Linked DNA regions of Pan troglodytes: region 2 is linked to region 1. Evidence: chromatin contacts called from public Hi-C data. All regions are on one chromosome and are shown on one strand. Each heading gives the region's core, a stretch centred on a gene start, on an enhancer-like site or on the middle of the called end of the contact. The rest is flanking DNA. Distances are from core to core; before and after follow the strand shown. Region 1 has its middle 16 kb from the start of SPECC1. Region 2 has its middle 80 kb from the start of ZNF624.

What was found. Hi-C and Micro-C count contacts between places; a contact is called where the count stands out from the background.
Region 2: a Hi-C map of stem cell-derived neural progenitor cells shows a contact between it and region 1, with 6 times the contacts expected there. The contact joins two enhancer-like sites. A contact is called at or near these places in 1 of 7 Hi-C or Micro-C datasets (stem cell-derived neural progenitor cells) and 1 of 1 datasets of contacts at active chromatin or transcription factors (stem cell-derived excitatory neurons).

Annotation. Positions count from the first base shown.
Region 1 is chr19:52,591,031-52,596,430 of NHGRI_mPanTro3-v2.0_pri, reverse strand. No RefSeq gene overlaps it. Among named protein-coding and RNA genes, the nearest start is that of SPECC1, 16 kb to the left of the region's middle. Within about 2 kb of position 2,715, at least 14 of the 24 cell types and tissues checked have an H3K27ac peak or open chromatin away from gene starts, as enhancers often do. A contact at or near this core is called in stem cell-derived excitatory neurons and stem cell-derived neural progenitor cells, where this site is marked.
Region 2 is chr19:53,254,694-53,260,093 of NHGRI_mPanTro3-v2.0_pri, reverse strand. It overlaps the pseudogene CCDC144A. Among named protein-coding and RNA genes, the nearest start is that of ZNF624, 80 kb to the left of the region's middle. Within about 2 kb of position 2,038, at least 12 of the 24 cell types and tissues checked have an H3K27ac peak or open chromatin away from gene starts, as enhancers often do. A contact at or near this core is called in stem cell-derived excitatory neurons and stem cell-derived neural progenitor cells, where this site is marked.

The sequences.
Region 1 (5,400 bases), core at 1,466-3,965:
TGGGTGCCTGTAGTCCCAGCTACTGGGGAGGCTGAGGCAGGAGGAGAATGGCGTGGACCCAGGAGGCGGAGCTTGCAGTGAGTCGAGATCGTGCCACTGCACTCCAGCCTGGGTGACAGAATGAGACTCCGTCTCAAAAAAAAAAGAGAGCTAGAGTTTATTTCTGTTGCTTGCAACCAAGAAATCTGGCTGGTGCACTGAAGTTTCCATAAATAATAGCAATTTAAAGACTCTTTCCAAGCCAGGCAATGCCTAGCCTTGTGTAGTCCTTGTGGTAATACATTCATTCATTCATTTGTTCAACCAACTGTGCTCCAGAGACTAAGAATACAAAAATGGGGGCCGGGTGTGGTGGCTCACACCTATAATCCTAGCACTTTGGGAGGCCGAGGCAGGTAGATCACCTGAGGTCAGGAGTTCGAGACCAACCTGGCCAACATGGTGAAACCCCATCTCTACTAAAAATACAGAAAATTAGCTGGGGGTGGTGGCGGACACCTGTAATCCCAGCTACTCGTGAGACTGAGGCAGGAGAATCACTTGAACCCGGGAGGCAGAGGTTGCAGTGAGCCGAGAACGCACCACTGCACTCCAGCCTGGGCAACAAGAGCGAAACTCCACCTCGAAAAAAAAAAAAAAAAAAAAGAGGGCCAGGGCTGGGCGCGGTGGTTCACGCCTGTAATCCCAGCACTTTGGGAGGCCAAGGCAGGAGAATTACGAGGTCAGCAGATCGAGACCAGCCTGACCAACATGGTGAAACCCCGTCTCTACTAAAAATACAAAAATTATCCGGGCGTGGTGGCACACACCTCTAGTCCCAGCTACTTGGGAGGCTGAGGCAGGAGAATCGCTTGAACCCGGGAGGCAGAGGTTGCAGTGAGCCGAAATCATGCCACTGCACTCCAGCCTGGGTGACAGAGTGAGACTCCATCTCAAAAAAAAAATTTAAAAAAAAAGAATTCAAAAATTGTAGAGTTATAGTGTGCTTCTAGTTTAGTTGAGAGGACATCTGTCCTTCAAGGAAGGCTAGAATCTATACCCTGAGTCCTTACTGAAATCAATCCAGCAGTCAAAACATGGGACCAACGATCACAGCAGTAAGATAGGAAGAGCACCTTTGTACACTTAGCTCATGTTGAGATAAGCCACTGACAGAGCTGAAGGAAGCTCACAGTTCTGGGTTCCATCCTTTGGCATTTAAAAAGAAAAGTGCTAAGAAAATTCGGTTGGTCGCGGTGGCTCACGCCTGTAATCCCAACACTTCGAGAGGCCGAGGCAGGCAGATCATGAGGTCAGGAGTTCGAAACCAGCCTGGCCAACATGGTGAAACCCCGTCTCTACTAAAAACACAAAAATTAGCCGGGCATGGTGGCGCATGCCTATAATCCCAGCTACTCGGGAGGCTGAGGCAGGAGAATTGCTTGAATCCGGGAGGGGGAGGTTGCAGCGAGTGAGAGCAGGCCACTGCACTCCAGCCTGGGAGACAGAGCAAGACTCTGTCTCAAAAAAAAAAGAAAAAAAGAAAGAAAAGAAAAAAAGAAAGAAAAAAAAAAAAGAAAAAAGAAAATTCAGGCCAGGCCAGGCCTGGTGGCTCACATCTGTAATCCCAACACTTTGGGAGGCTGAAGCGAGAGGGTGCCTTAGCCCAGGAGTTTGAGACCAGCCTGAGCAACATAGCGAGACCCTGTCTCTATAAAAAAAAAATTTTTTTTGGCCAGACGCAGTGGCTCACGCCTGTAATCCCAGCACTCTGGGAGGCCGAGGCAGGTGGATCACGAAGTCAGGAGATGGAGACCATCCTGGCTAACACGGTGAAACCCCATCTCTACTAAAAAATACAAAAAATTAACCGGGCGTGGTGGTGGGCGCCTGTAGTCCCAGCTACTCGGGAGGCTGAGGCCGGAGAATGGCGTGAACCCGGGAGGCGGAGCTTGCAGTGAGCCGAGATTGCGCCACTGCACTCCAGACTGGGAGAGAGCGAGACTCCGTCTCAAAAAAAAAAATTAATTGTCAGGTGTGCTGGCATGCAGCTGTAGTCCTAGCTACTCGGGAGGCTGAGGTAAGAAGATCGCTTGAGCCCAGGAGTTCAAGGCTGCAGTAATAGTGCCTCTCACTCTACCCTGGGTGACAATGAGACCCTCTCTCAAAAAGAAGGAAAAAAGGGAAAGAAGAAAAGAAAAGAAAGAAAGAAAGAAAGAGAAGGAAGAAAGAAAGAAAGAAAAAGAAAAGGAAGGAAGGAAGAAGAAAAAAAAAAGAAAGAAAAGAGAGAAGTTCAAAGACCACAGGGTCAGGATCCCAAAATAGTTTTTATGTTTTATTTATTTATTTACTTATTTATTTTTGAGACAGTATGGCTCTGTTGCCCAGGCTGGAGTGCAGTGATGCGATTGCGGCTCACTGCAGCCTCCAAACTGGGCTCAGGTGGCCCTCCCACCTCAGCCTCCCGAGTAGCTGGGACCACAGGCGCGTGCCACCATGTCCAGCTAATTTTTTAATTCTTTGTAGAGATGAGGTCTCTATATGCTGCCCAGGCTGGTCTCGAGCTCCTGGGCTTAAGCCATCCACCCGCCTGGGCCTCCCAAAGTGCTGGGATTACAGAAGTGAGCCACCGCGCCTAATCGGGTGGTTTGTTTGTTTATTGACGGGGTCTCGCTGCTGCCCAGGCTGGAGTGCCAGTGGCTGTTCACAGGTGCAGTCCTGGCGCATTGCATCAGCTCTTGGGCTCTAGCGATCCTCCAGAGTAGCTGCAGCTGGGATTCCAGGCGCGCCACCGCGCGGGGCTCAGAATGGGTTTTTATATTGAGGGTTATGCTGCCACCTAGAGGATATATGTAGTACCGAACTGTGTGCGCAGAAATTGAGCCTCAAACTGGAGGCTGCTTTTAACAGAATAAAGCAGAATTCCTTGGAGTTTTGAACAAAAACATTTAGATGTTTTATGCTAGCAATTAATACTTTGGGTCATGGACTCATTTTAAGATGTGATGAAACAACAGACACTCTAAGAAATGCACATGCCACACGTTTCCAGGGATCCTGAGACCGCCAAAGACCACACTAAAGCCTAATCCCAGTTAAAACCTGTTTTACATGGGAATTAATAACTAAAAGATCAGAATACAAATTCAAGGATAGGTTTAACATGGATCTATTTACAAACTAGAGCCTACATTTTCCACTTGACTGTCAAGTGTTGGCCAGACACGGGAAAGTGGAGGGGCTTTCCGCACCTAGCCAGCAGGGGGTGCCCTGGGACCGGAAGGACCGGCGCCGGGAGCCGGGGGTCGGGATGTCTGCGGCCTGTGGATCCCGCCGCCCAGGGCTCCGCCCTCACTAGCCGGCTTCGCCACTGCCCGCTCCAGTCGAAGAGGCTCTTTCCGGGTCCCGCCAAGCCCCGTCCCTTTCCCGCGTCGTCTGGAAGATGAAGCTCCTTGGCTGGGAAAACAAAACAGCCATGGCTATGGGGCCCAGGACGGGTGGCATGGAGGGGCCACAGCTGCGTGCGGCGTCCGGGCGAGGTCCCCGCCTTCCGCGGATGTCCTGGCCTCCCCCACGCCATGGCCCCCGTCCAGGTCTTGGGTCCTCGCCAGGGCCAGAGGTGGACCCGCTTTTCCCCCAGGCCTGGGGAAGCCCGCACAGCCACTAAGCCCTGTGTCTCCCCCGAGGGCTGGGAGTTTGAGAGCCCCAGAGGCCAAAGGGCCAGCGCGGCTGCAAAAGCTAGGCCCGATCCTACCCTCTTACTAAAGAGACTTTGGGCCGGGTGCAGGGCTCACGCCTGTAGTCCCAACTATTCCGGAGGCCGAGGCGGTGGATCGCTTGAGACCAGGAGTTCGAGACCAGCCTGGGCAATATGGCGAGACCCCTGTCTCTACCAAAGCATACAGAAATTAGCCAGTCTCATAACTTGGTCTCAAAATAAATTTTAAAACATGGGTGCTGTGGGGGGGAAAAAAAAGAAAAAGAAAGTGGAGAGGAATCCAGAGCAGAGCGTCAGTCAGGCCAAACCAAGTCATCCTTAATGCCCAGCACAATGTTGGAGGTCCTTTCTGCTTATTCTGGAGCAGGGCCAGCCCTGGAGTTGGATAGGCTCTGCTGGAACACAGGCTACAGTGCTCACCAGGCATTCAGCCTTGGATCTCAGCCATAGTTTCCCCACGTACAAAATGGGTAAAAGGTACTTACCTCATGGGTTTGCGGTGAGGGTTAAACGAGATCATGAATGTAAACGACAAGTTCGGAGCCTGTTACACAATAAACATTTAATGAATGTCAACTGTGCGTTTCTTTTAAATAGGTTTCTTGGTCAGGAGTTGATAGAACTTACACAGAAACCTTGGCTTTGCAGTGTTTCTATTAAAATTGAGCGAGAGGGTCGGGCGCGATGGCTCATGCCTGTAATCCTGGCACTATGGGAGGCCAACGCGGCGGAACACTTGAGGTCAGGAGTTTGAGACCAGCCTGGCCAACGTGGTGAAACCCCGTCTTTACTAAAAATATAAAAAGTAGCCGGGTGTGGTGGCACCGCCTGTAATCCCAGCTACTCAAGAGGCTGAGGCGGGAGAATCGCTTGAACCCGGGAGGTCGGGGCTGCAGTGAGCCGAGATTGTGCCACTGCACTCCAGCCCAGGTGAGTGGAGTTTTTGTTTTGTTTTTGTTTGTTTATTTGAGACAGAGAGGCTCTGTTTCCAAAAAAAAAAAAAAAAAAAGGAAGATAAAGCAGGGCCCAAAATCTTCCTCATCTGAAATGTACTAAAGTTACCAAAATATAGGAGGAAATGGCTAAAAATTCTGTGGCAACCAAAGAAGGGGATATAATCTTATGCAATAAACTTCAAAGATTGGTAGCCAAGGAAGAAACGAGATTCTGGTAAGGATTAACATGGCTCTGCTTCAGGGTCCCAACTCCAGCCCAACCCCCAGATGAGGCTGGAGAAAGAGGTGACAGGAAGTGTGTAGGCAGATGTGAGCTCATTAGAGCTGTCCAGGAACACACTTTCTTAGTTTTCCAGGCTCGGGGTAGGATGACATTTCCCTGCTTCCTTTAAGTTTCACCTTTGAAGTTACTTTGAAGTTAGCATAGCTGTGTGGCTTGTTTTGGTAACTGGCAGTGAGCTCTGAGACCTAGTGCATGCTGTGACATGTCCCCTTCCCAGTGATGTGGTAGCAGGGGAAGCACATGTGGTGGATATGTAGTCACTGTCAACCTGTTACCTGGAACGCCACAATGAGAAAGACCCTTTGTAGACTTGTTAGTGAGAAATACACTTTGTTGTCTTAAGTGACTAAGATAGCAGAGTTTTTCATTACTGCAGGATAACCTAGCCTATCACTACTGATATAGCAGCCCTGGAGAAAGGACAAACTCAGCTCTTAAGAGTAACAGCCTTAGCAAAGGACTTT
Region 2 (5,400 bases), core at 789-3,288, 660 kb before region 1:
AAGATTTACAGTCTCTCTTTGCTTTGTTAATTACATGCAAAACCTGTATTTTAATGTTTTTGAGAGTTTAATTTGCACTTAAATCACAACACTTCAATTTATCTTATTCATTTTGAGTTGCAGCTCTTTACTGAATCTGTTATAATATTGCAGAATAGCTCACCACACTAAGAAAATTGCATTCCCAGTCTCTTCCCCATTCAAAGCATTTGTATCTGCACAAGTTGTCAAGAAGGGGCCAACTCCTTGTTTCACCATATGCTTTCCTCTGTTGCAACAAAACTGAGATATGTATGAGGACAGGGATACAGAAGATGTCAATACATATTTTCAAAGAGTACATGAATAAGTGAATAAATAAGTTAGGATCATTTGATGAGGATAGCCATCAAATATGTTGAACACTGATACTCAGAATTACAAAAATAACATTCATCAAAGTAAAACCCTAAGCCCGTAGGTCGTAGATCTCATGTTAATTAGTTTACCACACAGCAGGATCTGACCTTCCTTTTGGAAGATACCAGTGCTGCTTTTGTCAAATTTTGAGTGGCTGAATCATGCTTAAAACACACATAAAATGCAGTCTTATAGTATGATAAATAAATAAAATATAGAGAATAGTAATTGGTTGAAATCAGTAAATTGTCTCCCTCTGATTACTCTATATGAGAAGTCAAATTATAATCAGAAACAGGTTGAAAGTATAAAGGGGGAAGGTCAAGCTACTAAAGACAAGGAGCCAGCGTTCCCTGATGGAAACTAGAACCATTTAGAGGACAGGCAATGGTGTAGATGTCACCCATAGCAGAGGCAAAGGAGGAGGAACAACCTAGCTGTTACCCTTTGGGCACCGGCCGATTTCCTACACTCCAGTTTTCATTGACTGAACCTGATCTGAAGCCAGCTGGCAAACAAACTTGAAAAAATATAATTTGCAGTTACTAAAGGGCGTCAAAGTATGCAAATCGTCTTAGAATGCAGGGTAATGGTCGTTTGAAGACACTTGAATACTTTCATCCATTGTGACTCTGAGTTAGGAAGTAGACAGTGGGGCTTAAGGAAAGATTAAGTATTATCTTGATTGGAATTTCAAGAACGGGAAAGTCTAATCCCTTTCTTGTAAAAGACATCTTGATGGATTTCAACTAACTTTGAGAAACGAATCAGAATACTGACTCAAACTAGAGCTAAAGAGAAAAGTGTTTTTTTCTAAAAACCAGGTGTTGAGTTCCTTGGTAAGCCAATATTGGGTGCGCGCGCACAGAGTGGCCAGACCTCTCCACGCAGCTCTGGCAAGTGCACTCACAGCAGAACTGCCGCCAGTATAACGTCTTGACGATGGGCTCCAGGGTTTGACACTCAGCAGCGCCACCGGCTCTGTTTTCTCCCCAAGTAAGCCACTTTCTACCTCGCGAGCAGCAGATCGCCCTGTGCGCGCTATCCTTGGGGCGGGGAGACCTGGCGCTCACCCAGCGAGCTCTACTGGTGCTGACGTCCGTTCAGGCCTTTAAATGTCTCTGTCCCTGCGCAGGAGGGAACAGACTTTGTAGCAGTCATTTTGCCCGAAGGGAGACGCGTCTCTGCTTTTGCAGACGGCAGCACCCCTGGCTCTTCCCAGCGTTGCGTTTGCCTCTCTTTGTCTCGAGTTTCCTGCAGGCTTTCCCGCGGGAGTTGCTTTTGGTATTCGCACCCGGGGCGTGAACCAACAGGACTCCCCATGCCTTGTGCTTTTTCAGTGGGTTCGAAGATCAGAGATTGCGAGGTGCGCTCGGTGATCGCTCAAGGAGCAGAAAGCTTCCTCCCCCTGATTTTGGTGGGGGATGATTTTTTTTTTTTTTTTTTTTTTGAGCTGGCGAAAGCGTCCTCCCCGCTCCTGAAGCTACAACTTGTTTTGGTTTCTTCTCAGTCCTGTGTGTGGTTACAACATCAGTTTTTCTCCCTTACCCTTCCAAAAATCTATCCTTTTAATCCACCCTCCTCCCCCTGCGCTGTCTCCGCCAGGCCTTCTCGGTGTGCGGTGAGTGGATAGCGGGCGCGCAGTGTGGCAGTGGCGGCGAAGATTGGTGCTATAAAAGGGAAGGATCTGCTGCTGGGGGCTCCCTGGGTGACCCTTTGCCAGGCGAAAAGAGCTGGGTAAGGGCGCAGAAGAGGAGCTGGAACCTTCTGGGACCCTGGTGCCTGACACTGGATTTTGATCACCATCCTTGTGTGTCTCTGATCCTTTTTTTCTCAATTGATAACTAGTCGAGAGAGAAGCGCTTGGCAGGAGCTGTCGGCGGGACCTAAGCTCACTGGCTACTCGGGATCCCTATGTCTGCTGCTGCGGAAGGAGCAGAGGGGAGGACGCCAGAGGTTGCTTACTGGAGCCTGGCGGTAGGCAAGGGGGTGGGATCCTGATTCTCAGCCTAGATTCCAAAAGGGTGTCTGGTTTCATGCAAACATTCTTCTCACCCTCATTTGTTATCGCACACCCCACCCCCGCTTTTTGGATTCAGGTTCAGGAATAACCAAATCCTTGGCACCCACACAATGTGGAAGTACCTTTCACAGCTCATCGCCTGAATGTCTCGCTCCTTACATATATGTGTGTGTCTTGGGGGAATGTGAGCTTCTCAGGGAAGTTGATGCCTTGCAGATTATGAGAATGTCAAACTTGATTTTATTCAGTTTCTTAAAGGATGTGTTTCCTGTGGGCAAGAATTATAGGAAATAAATGTCAGTGTCATATACAACTGCAGTAGCAGCTCGGAAATCACCTTCATTTCCCCCCAAAAGTTTTCCCCATGAAAGTTTTCTTACTGTCCACATGTAGTGAATGGAGACTTGGCTTGTTCCATTATATGTAAACGAGGGGGGGGGGTCACATCCTTCTCTTTTAAATTGGGGGATATCAAAGACATTAGAGTTTCTCTCTTTTATCTCTGTCATCCTTATCTCTAGCTCTAGCTCTCTTTCTGTCTCCCACTTTCCTACCATCCTGACTTCTTTCCTTCTTTATCTTTTCTTCTCTTCCTTCTCTCCTTCCTTCCTTCTTTCCTTCCTTCCTTCTTTCCTTCCTTCCTTCTCTTTCTCTTTCTCTCATTTTCTTTCTTTCCATGTGCTGCTCATTAATAAATATAATGTGAATTTCGAGAGAATGGAACACTTTTGCAATATACAGGGATGATAAAAGACTTCTTTCCTACCTTGCCTGAAGTTTTTATTTAAGTATCTGATCCTTTTTAGTTGTGAGGTAATTTGAAGGATGACTGAACTAATATCTTGGGTGCAATTCAGCATGGTAAGATTTTGTATACAGTATGTTTAATTGTTCCCTACTCTTACACATTAGCTAATAACAGGAATTACATGAATTGTTAGAAAAGGCCCTTGATTTTTTGCAAACAATATTTTTGAACTGTGGGGAAATGTTAAAAATCAATATTACAATTTTCGTGGCAAGCATATGGATTCAGGTGAAAAGAGAGAGCCAAGTTAAGAGAGTGGTTTAATGAAAAATCAGTGCCTGGAATTTCATATCTGCATACAGTAATCAGTGAAATAAATGAACCCGTTAGTATTCAGATCTTGTTTAGTGCCTGAAGACGCTTAACAGATTTAGAACTCCTAACACACAAGATACTGGTTCAAGAGGGTCCAATTAATTGCATTCTAACAGGATGAGTGATTCCAGTTCTCCTAGTTCAAGAAGTATTCTATGAAATTTACAGGCTTAGTGTTAATGAAGATTTTTGTGAGGGAGGGTATCATACTTGCATGTTAATCTAAAAACTTTCCCTAGTATTTATCTTCTTGAAATTTTCTTGTTTTCTTCTATCAATGCCATTATTATTGTCATGGCTGTCCTATTAGAAGATGGGTATTCTTAAATACCAAAATTTTATTATTTGTATATTTGCAGCCTTGGATGGTGGCCCTTTGAGATTTAAACAAGGAAGCACTAATACTGAGGTGACGGAAATGCTTCAGCATTATTAAAATCTCAAGTTAAAAAAAAATCAGTGTACTGATGGATTTGGTTAGATGATAGCTTTAAGTAAACATTATGATTATCACTTTCTCACTGGAGAGAGAAAAACTTTTTATTTATTCTCACCTTTTAATTTCATATATTTATCTTTTTCCCTACTAATGCTGCAAAGCAGTTCAGGTCACTTTCATGAAATTATACAAAGAGAAAGTAAATTTAACAGTGCCTACAATCATGTTTTTCTAGTAAATTTCTTCATTTCCATTAATAAAACTCCACAAAGGTAACATAAAAGTGAAAGAGATGATTGGTCACATTCTGAACCCAATGGTGAGTTTGGTGATTTTATTGAGTCTATTTTTGAAAATAACATCTCCGTGAAATTCTTAATTTTTCCCACTCTTTCCAGCCTAAAGATGTTGGTCATTCATTACTGTGATCTTCAATCTGTGTGATGTTCATTGACACTGTGGTGTCAGAGTTCTAATTTCCCCCTTTTGTACTATTTTCATACACAGTGCTATTTTACAGAACATGTTTTTGTCATCATAAGCATTAGAGTTTTCTGTTAATTAAAAAGTTTGCCCAATAACAGTACAGCATCACATATCAATAGACAAAAAGAATATTGTGTTTGCTTATTTTCTTCAAATAACCACTTTAGTCAACTGACATTTCCCAGTTGTCTTATGCTATATCAAAGTGTTGGCTGGCTTCTAGTTTAAACTATCTACATGTCGAAATTTTAAAAAAATGCAGCTTGCATGCTTTAATGAAATGTCCTCTCTAATAATGCATGTAATGGAATAATGTGAATTATAAACTTATTCTTTAATTTTATTTATTTTATTGAAACTCTAATAATCTCTTTTGATGTTTGGTTGGTGTTACACTAAGAATTTGGAAACCTGGGGAAAAAAGTTAGGAAACTAGTTTAAATCTCGGAAAATATACTTAACCTAAGAGAAGTTTGTTTTTGCTTCATATTAACCCCAAATCACACGCGTTGTGATTGATATATTGAGATTGACACAGTGACAGAGCATCCAGAATTTCTGTCATAGTTCAAGGGCTTCTTTGTAAAATAATTACATCACTGATAGCAAACACAATCAATTTCTATGTAAAAAAAATAAAGAATTTTGTTTTGCTGCTCTAGAAATTCATTTTCCTTTCACATAGGGTGAAATTCATTCACCCTTTCCCCATAGGGTGAGAGAGAGAGTAGTCCACAGGATGGCAGTATTGTGATGCATAGTATTTTGAATAATTTTACCCTTGAGCCATCTTTAGCCACATTAATACTAATGGAAACATTGACTTTTCTCCAATGATAAATTTTCTGACACTTTTTTTTCTGCAAGCCAGTGGATATCTATTAGAAGGTGTTAGTGCCCATTTATTGCCAAAAACTGCCTTTTTAAAAA